Linked DNA regions of Danio rerio: region 1 is linked to region 2. Evidence: chromatin contacts called from public Hi-C data. All regions are on one chromosome and are shown on one strand. Each heading gives the region's core, a stretch centred on a gene start, on an enhancer-like site or on the middle of the called end of the contact. The rest is flanking DNA. Distances are from core to core; before and after follow the strand shown.

Region 1 (4,741 bases), core at 1,342-3,841, 140 kb before region 2:
ACACAGAAATTGAACTCATTTTCTGATCAAATGACAGATAGAGACATATTCTGATATAAAGTAAAGTGGCTGGACTTGAATGAGTCTGCAAGTGCAGTGTTCAGCTAAAGTAATTCAGTTGTGTTTACCTTTGGCCTGAGCTGCTGCAGGTTTGGCTTTATCGCTGAACACCAGACTGCGGCGATTCCCTGCTGAACTGATGGACCCTCGAGGAGAGCTCTCACTGCCCGCAGTGGACATCCTCGAGGTCGGCCCAGGCAATCTGTGACAGAAAGGCGAACATAGTATTAATGGCAGTATCTTTGAAGAATAACTGTGTGCTTGATATCATGCTAAGGTGCTATTTATGTGTGCTGTGTTTTAGGTGCTGCTGCTGTACTGTATGTAGATGTTAGAGTGTTTTATTACCTATCCAGAGTGGTCGCTTAATGCCTTAAAATGGATAGTTCACGCAAAATTGGGAACATACTCAATATTTACTCATCCTCAAGTGGTTCCAAAGCTTGATGAGTTTCTTGAACACTAAAGAAGCTAAAGCTGTATCTATTGATTTCCATTGTGAAAAAACAAACACTATGGAAGTAAATGGTTAGAGCTTTCCAACATTCTTTAAAATACCTTCTTTGAGTTTTACAGAAGAAAGAAAATCTCAAAGCTTTGGAAGTACTTGATGGTGAGTAAATATTAAGTACTTCTACATTAAGTACTTTTAAAATGAAGAAAGACATTCATAAAGGTTTGAAACAAGTAAAGGGTGAGTAATTGATGATAGAATTTTCACTTTTTGGTGAACTGTCACTTTAAGATATATATATAACAGTTATGTCTGGTTTTTGAATCTGACTGGCTGGTAGCCGTGCAATAATTTTCCAGTAATAATTTTCCTCTTCACACTTAACCCTTGTGAATTACTCCGCCCACATACAGCAACAAGCAGAGGACACTCTACAGTTTGACAACATTTTTAAAGCTTTTTTAGTTGAGAATGTAGTTGTTTAGATTGCAACTATGCAGTTTATTTAGAAGATAGTGGTTATTTTAAAATATTTATAATTTCTGACAGACAGTGCGTCGACGGCCATTAGTCTGTTAGTCTGTCATACCGAGCAAAGACGGTTGACATTTTCCATCCACAAGATGGTGACAGAAACCGCATAATAAGCCCTTAGAAGAATAAAACAGCGTAATTTCATACTACAGCTGAACAACTACATTCTCGACTAAACAAGCCATTAGCTGCAATATTTGTCAAACTGTAGTGAGTTTATTGATCTGCTGTCACTCTATGTGGGAGGAGTAATACACAAAGGTGAAGAGGCTGTGTGTGTGTGTGTGTGTGTGTGTGTGTGTGTATATAAAACACTACCCTAAAATAAACAAACAATAAACTGATGAATTTTGTCAGATCATTTACACAACAACAATGTTTGCTGTATATGTTACGATATTTTGCTAACCTTCCCATCAAGTAATGAAATGAATGTTAAGCAAGCGACAAGCAATCATTCTACATAATGATTCTCCATACATTATGGGAATGTTACTTCAGAATGTTAACATTCTGAAATAGGAAATGTTTTTTTTTAATGTTAGCGGGGTGTTCAGCTAAGGGCTGCATTTACAGTATAGCAAATTACCAAACAGAAACATTTCCTTTTTAAAAGCATTTTCTTATTTTTAAAAACTTTCATATACCAATGTAAAAAAAAATCTGCAAAAACAACTATTTTTTTAGCAAATTATTTTATGGTACATTTCTCACTATAAAAAAAAACATTAACTATTATTTTAGCTAAAAAAACGAATTAGCTGCTTATTAATATTAAGGTAGTTGGGTTTAGGTATTAGGCAGTATTAGAGATGTAGAATAAGAACAATACTCCATAAGCACTAATCAACAGACAATATCTTAATAATAGGCAGATGATAAGCTAGTTAATAGTGAGAATTGGTACTTTAACTAAATTTCGATTTAATAATAAGAAACATACTGCTTAATAAATTGATAAAAGCTATGATATGCTATGATTACATTATGTTTCAATAAATACCGAGGAATCCACATACGTGATGGACATTTGTCATTATAATATGGCATTTCTCCATCGTTCCAATCTTTAAAGGTGATTGACAGACAGACTAATCTCCCTAAACAATCAGTCTAGGTAAATGCCACGTCAGTGTCATGTATAATACAGTAACATCTGTCATGACCTATGCTAATCACATTGCTGTCACACATTCCCTCAAGAAAATGTAAAATAGGTTACCCTGTTTATTTTTAGTTGTTTTTTTTCAACTAAAATACATCTCAGACCTGAGAAAGACTTATGTGCAGTTACACTTATCAAACAATAGGTGGCAACATTGCGCCGCGTGTCGCAAAATAAATAAATAAACAGCGGATTATTAGACTTGGCCAATTTTCAAAACGAGAATTTTAAATCAGGTGGCCGAGAGTATTTTTAGAGTAGTTATTTCAAGCCTATTACACAAGTGAGTGCAATGCATTTGCAGCAGGTGACCGAGGGCACGACCGCATCATTCATTCAAAGCAAAATTACAACCTCAAGCTTTCTGTCACACTCCATAGTTAATAATTAATCTGCTACTCCAACAGGCATCACACAGAGTGGGTTATTTTAAAGTTAGCACAGCTCACTGAGCAGACATCTCCGCTGGGACGTGTTTTTGGGTAACGTCTCCTGACAGAGTCCACCTATTCTGTCTAGACCAATATTTTCAAAGAAAGCTTCGCCAGAATGGGTCAGTTTGTGATTTATGAATTATACAGTTGTTTGTAATTCTTTATTAGATGCAAAAATGGTTATATATATTCATAAATAGCTGTGGCCACAGTTAAATAGCTATATTACATTTTAGAACACTTGTTCAAGTGCATAAAAATCACGTGTTTGATCAAAATGAATATTGTTTAATATAGTCACAGTTATTTATAAGACAGTAAAATAAGGTGTTTATGATGCAAGGATGAGTACTTTAGAATTCATAATAATGCATCATAATAAAATATACTTATACACTCACCGGCCACTTTATTAGGTACACCTGTCTAACAGCTCGCTAACACAAATAGAAGATTGGAAAAACGTAGCCTGGTCTGACGAGTCTCGATTTCTGCTGCGACATTCGGCTAGTAGGGTCAGAATTTGATGTCAACAATATGAAGCATGGATCCATCCCGCCTTGTATCAACTGTTCAGTCCACAGTCACCAGCTCTCAATCCAATAGAGCACCTTTGAGGTGTGGTGGAACGGGATATTCATATCATGGGTGTGCAGCCCACACACCTGCAGACACTGCTTGATGCTATCATGTCAATATGGACTAAAATCTCTGAGGAATATGTCCAGTACCTTCTTAAATCTATGCCACAAAGGATTACGGCAGTTCTGAAGGAAAAAGGGGATTCAACCCGGTAGTAGTAAGGTGTACCTAATAAAGTGGCCAGTGAGTGTATATGCATATAATAATTGAGTATTAATGCTGGTCAATGCTTGTAAATAAGACATTGTAAGGCAGTTGTAATATTTGTGTTAGTTTCACAGAAACATAGGTAGAGTTAGAGCATCATGCAGATATTGAGTGAGGAAGAGGAGGGTGATGACAAGCAGGTTGACTGTAGGGAGAAAATACACGAGAGAGAAAGCGCTACCTAGAAGACTTTTTCTGACCAATGGAAAACTTGAGTTTACTCTGAGAGCCATCCCTAGATCAGAAGAAGAAGCAAAACAAGAGAAGAGAGAGAGATAGAGATAAAGAGAATGAGAGAGAGCAGGACATACACTGACAGTGATGATGACTAACACAACAACACAAACTAAGACAATGAACACATAAATTCCCATTAAACTACAGAGAAAGTTTACAATGTTCAGTAGATGGATAAATAGATCCATAGAACAATGGATGGATGGATGGGATTGAATGAATTAGATGGATAGATAGATAGATAGATAGATAGATAGATAGATAGATAGATAGATAGATAGATAGATAGATAGATAGATAGATAGATAGATAGATAGATAGATAGATAGATAGATAGATAGATAGATAGATAGATAGATAGATAGATAGATAGATAGATAGATAGATAGATAGATAGATAGATAGAATGGATGAGATTGGATGGATGGATGTGTTTGAATGGATGGGATAGATTGATAGAATTAATAGATGGATGGATGGATGGATGGATGGATGGATGTGATAGGTGCATGGATAGATGAATTGAATTAAATACATGGGATTGATGGATGGATAAGATCGAATAAATGAATGAATGAATGGATGCATGGACGGATAAATGGGATGGATGGATGAGATAGATGGATGGGATTGGATAGATGCATGGATGAATCAAATTAGGTGGACGGATGGAAATAATGGATGAACGAATGAGAATGATGCATGGATGGATGGATGGGATTGTATGGATGGATGGATGGATGGATGGATGGATGAGATTAGGTAGATAGATAGATAGATAGATAGATAGATAGATAGATAGATAGATAGATAGATAGATAGATAGATAGATAGATAGATAGATAGATAGATAGATAGATAGATAGATAGATAGATAGATAGATAGATGTGATTGAATGGATGATTGACGGATGGATTGGTTGAACAGAACAATACATAACAGAACGTCAGATAGAAAGCTGGAATGATAGAGAGACTGACAGTTTGCTAAACAGAAAGCAGGACTGA
Region 2 (4,350 bases), core at 537-3,036:
TATTACATAAATATATGATTAATTAGTGAATAAATGTAAGTAATAAAAAATATAGACATTAAAACACTAATAAAATTGACAATAAATATGAATGATATAAATTACATATAACTTAATTATATTAAAATACCACTGATCTTACTGATCATTATTATTTCATTAATTCATTCATTTTATAATTAATGAACTGATTGAAAATTGAAATATTATATATAATATATAACAATATTATATTTAATTATAACATTATATCATTCATTCAACAGGGGTTGCCTCAGCGGAAAAAAACACCAACTTATCCAGCATATGTTTTACTGTACACAGTGCATGCCTTTCCAGCTGCAACCCAGTACTGGAAAACATCCACCTTCATTGATTCACACACATGCACTACGGCCAATTTAGTTTATTCAATTCACCTACAGTGCATGTCTTTGAACTGTGGGGGAAACCGGAGCACCAGGAGGACATCCACACGAACATGAGGGTTTCTTTTTGTGTCATTCGATTGTTATTACACAACTCATTTTCAGATTTTTTGTTTTTTTTTAACTTTTATTTTTATATTTGTATTGTTTGTTTTTTTTACCAAAATCTTGTTCAATCCCATGTCAACAGCTTCTTAAAGAATATTATTCCCAGAAATAAACATGATGTGTTCGATACTTATTTTCCACAGAAATGCCAACTGTTCGCCCCCTAATTAATCATATATTAATTAAAGATATTAAACAAGTGTATGATTAATTAGTAAAGAAAGGTAAGAAATAAAAATATAGACATTAAAACAAAATACAAATTATACACATTATATAATTCATTTATTCATTTTCTTTTCAGCTTAGTCCCTTTATTAACTCGGGGTCGCCACAGCGGAATAAACCGCCAACTTATCCAGCGTGTTTTACGCAGTGGATGCCCTTCCAGCCACAACCCATCTCTGGGAAACATTCATACACACTCATTCACACTCCTACACAGACAATTTAGCCTACCCAATTCACCTGTACTGCATGAATTTGGACTGTGGGGGAAACCGGAGCACCCAAAGGAAACCCACGCGAACGCATGGAGAACATGCAAACTCCACACAGAAACACCAACTGACCCAGCCGAGGCTCGAACCAGCGACCTTCTTGCTGTGAGGTGACAGCACTACCTACTGCGCCACTGCATCGTCACATTATATAATATAGAACTCAATTATATTCAAATAGCACTGATCTTACTGCTCATTTATATTTCATGAATTAATTCATTTTATAATTAATGCACAGATTTGGCATAAAAACCTAATAAAAATTACAACATGCACATAAAAATCCACACTTTCTATGCTAAAACATAAACTGAAGTAAATAAACAAGGAAAACAGCAGACTTAAGAAACAATAATAATAACCAATAAACAAGCAGACTTAAAAATAATAACACTGGCGTCAATATTCCAGATTTAAAAGTAAAATAATGAGTAACCCTGATGGCATTTAATCATTTAAAAAAAATAACAAATCTCTAAAAGTTAAATTATCTATATCTACGCCTTTATATTCCTCTAAATTTCATAACTGATTGATGCTTTTAGTTTGTTTACTTAATTAAATCGCTTTAAAGATGTAAAAATTAAAACTGTATTTGGAGTTTTAATAGCTGAAAAAGTAAATATTGTAAATTGATAAGCTTAAGAGTGAGTTTTCCAACAGATGTGGTCCTGCTGTGAATGGAATATGAGTATTGATTTCGATGCTCATATGTGTATTGATTAGTTATTCAGGCAAGCGTTGATCCAAGACGCCACCTGCAGTTACACCAATGAACTGCATACGCCACATTACTGTGCACTGTACATTCCTTATATTATACATAACTTCATTTCCTAGATTTTGCTAGAACAGAGAGCTCAAATGGAAGCAGCACGATGGTGCAGTGGGTAGCACAATCCCCTCTCAGCAAGAAGGTTGCTGGTTCAAGCCTTAATTGGCTGGGTCAGTTGGCATTTCTGTGTGAAGTTTGCATGTTCTCTCAGTGTTTCCTCCGGGTGCTCACGAGTCTAAAGACATGTGGTAAAGGTGAATTGGGTAAGCTAATTTGTATGTATTGTGTGTGTGTGTGTGTGTGTGTGTGTGTGTGTGTGTGTGTGTGTGTGTGTGAATGAGTGTTTCCCAGTGATGAGTTGCAGCTGGAAAGGCATCTGCTGCGTAAAACATGTGCTAGATATGTTGGCGGTTCATTCCTCTGTGGCGACCCCAGATTAATGAAGGGACTAAGCCGAAAAGAAAATGATTGAATGAATTTAAATGTGTTACATAAAACAGTTTAATTAATTTAATCTTATTATTGTTCCATTTCATCTTATTATTGCTCCATTAACTTAGTGAGTGATCGAGTTATTTTGCGAATTGACAAATTATTATTATTAACTTGTTTTTAACTCATGACTAACTCAGTATTCTTATAGAAAAGATTACATTTTAATTTAGTACATCTAAGATAAGTGCGCAAAAACCTTAGAATGAAGTCTATGTAAATAAAATTCAGAATCAAATGAAAGTTCAAAACAGCAAGATAAAAGCATAAAGCTCTATTAATATGCAAATAAAGTCCAACAGGGCTTCAGACTCTGAGATGTGTTTATAGATACACTGTTCGCCAGCAGAGGGCAGCAAAAAAATGCGGGAAACTCCTCAATCTACTGTCCTCCTAAGGAATTAAAGATGTGAAGAGTCATTTATTGAATTTTTTTTTAAACTGTGTTATGTGGCTAAATGTTACTGTTGTTGATTATTTTCATTATTATTATTATTATTATTATTATTATTATTATTATTATTATTATTGTTGTTGTTATTTGTATTACTGTTGTTGATTATTTTTATTATTATTATTATTATTATTATTATTATTATTATTATTATTATTGTTGTTGTTGTTGTTGTTATTTGTATTACTGTTGTTGATTATTTTCATTATTATTATTGTGGTTGTTATTATTATATAATTAACAAGGTGAGGTTCTGCATTTATTTTATTCAAAGTGAATGTGTAAACATATTCTATAATCACTTACAACAAATTAATAAATGGCTTTACTTAGATATATTTATACTTGTATAATAATACTTACATTAATAAAAAATAAAGAGAATCTGAGAAGGGTAAAATTACAAAAAAAAATACAGTTTTTAATCGACAGATAGACAACATTACTATTCAATATTTTAATGAAAATAATGATATTAAACAAATCTATCCACCTTTTATGAATTTTTTACTTTTTTTTCAAATTTTTCCCAAACTATGTTTAAGAGAGCATTATGTTTTCATATAAACACATTTTAAATATAATAGTTTTAATAACTATTGTTTAATACATTATTTCTTTTGTCTTTGCCAAGATGATAGTGCATTATATTTCAGCAGTTATTTAGCAAAATGCTATTATTCAGCCTAAAGTGTCATTTAAAGGCTTAATTAATGTGGTTGGGCTAATTACTAAAAAGTTGGGTTAATTAGGTTGATGGACAACGTGGTTTATTCTATAGCAAACCATATCAATATAAAATATAAAAAAATTACGTTATTCCAGACAAACTAATATAAATAAGATTTCTTGAGAAAAATATAGGACATACTGTAAAAATCTACCTGCTTTGTTAAACATCCCTTTTGAACAAAAAAACTTAACATTTCCCTGGAGGACTAATAATAAACAAACAAATAATTTTTTTTATCTATTTGATCTAGTTTTTATCTTACTGATGAATATCTTATGACAGCTAAAATAAATAAATAAATAATAAAAACTAATAATAAAAAAATCATAAAAAATAAAATAAATAAATAAAATAAATACATAATAAATAAATAAATAAAAATAAATAAATAAATAAATAAATAAATAAATAAATAAATAAATAAATAAATAAATAAATAAATAAATAAATAAATAAATAAATAAATAAACGAACAAATACATAAATAAATAAATAAAATCTAACTTTGCCTAAACAAGCCACATGATTGGTATAGGATGCAGTGCAGACATTGTTTGATGAACAACATGAACCTAAAAACAAGTGATGTCTGGCCTTTCAGTGGATTATTCAAAACAACACTTACTTACACCCCAAGAAGCACCCCTCAAAACCCCAAATCCTTCTTTATACGCATTATAAAGAGTGCAGTTTATTTATCAGCCTTTCTCTCTCTTTCCATCACTCTTTCTCAGGGCGGCTTTCCTTTCACTGCAATCCAAGCGCAGAGGAAACATTGAGAGAGACGAGAGCTGAACTCGAACCAATTAAAAGACTACAAGTCACGCTCAAGCGGGACAGACATGATCGCTGGTGCG

The links. A called contact is a pair of places that touch in the nucleus more often than the background predicts.
Region 1: a contact with region 2 is called in a Hi-C map of an unstated tissue, with 12 times the contacts expected there. The contact joins two enhancer-like sites. A contact is called at or near these places in 4 of 18 Hi-C or Micro-C datasets (caudal fin, embryo, hematopoietic stem cells and 1 more).

What each region holds. Positions count from the first base shown.
Region 1 is chr7:16,894,196-16,898,936 of GRCz12tu, reverse strand. nav2a (neuron navigator 2a) reads right to left here. Exons shown (of 37, transcript XM_073908180.1): 7 at 129-262. Among named protein-coding and RNA genes, the nearest start is that of dbx1a, 120 kb to the left of the region's middle. Within about 2 kb of position 2,591, at least 3 of the 62 cell types and tissues checked have an H3K27ac peak or open chromatin away from gene starts, as enhancers often do.
Region 2 is chr7:16,754,792-16,759,141 of GRCz12tu, reverse strand. All of the region lies in intron 2 of nav2a (neuron navigator 2a), which reads right to left. Among named protein-coding and RNA genes, the nearest start is that of nav2a, 140 kb to the right of the region's middle. Within about 2 kb of position 1,786, at least 7 of the 62 cell types and tissues checked have an H3K27ac peak or open chromatin away from gene starts, as enhancers often do.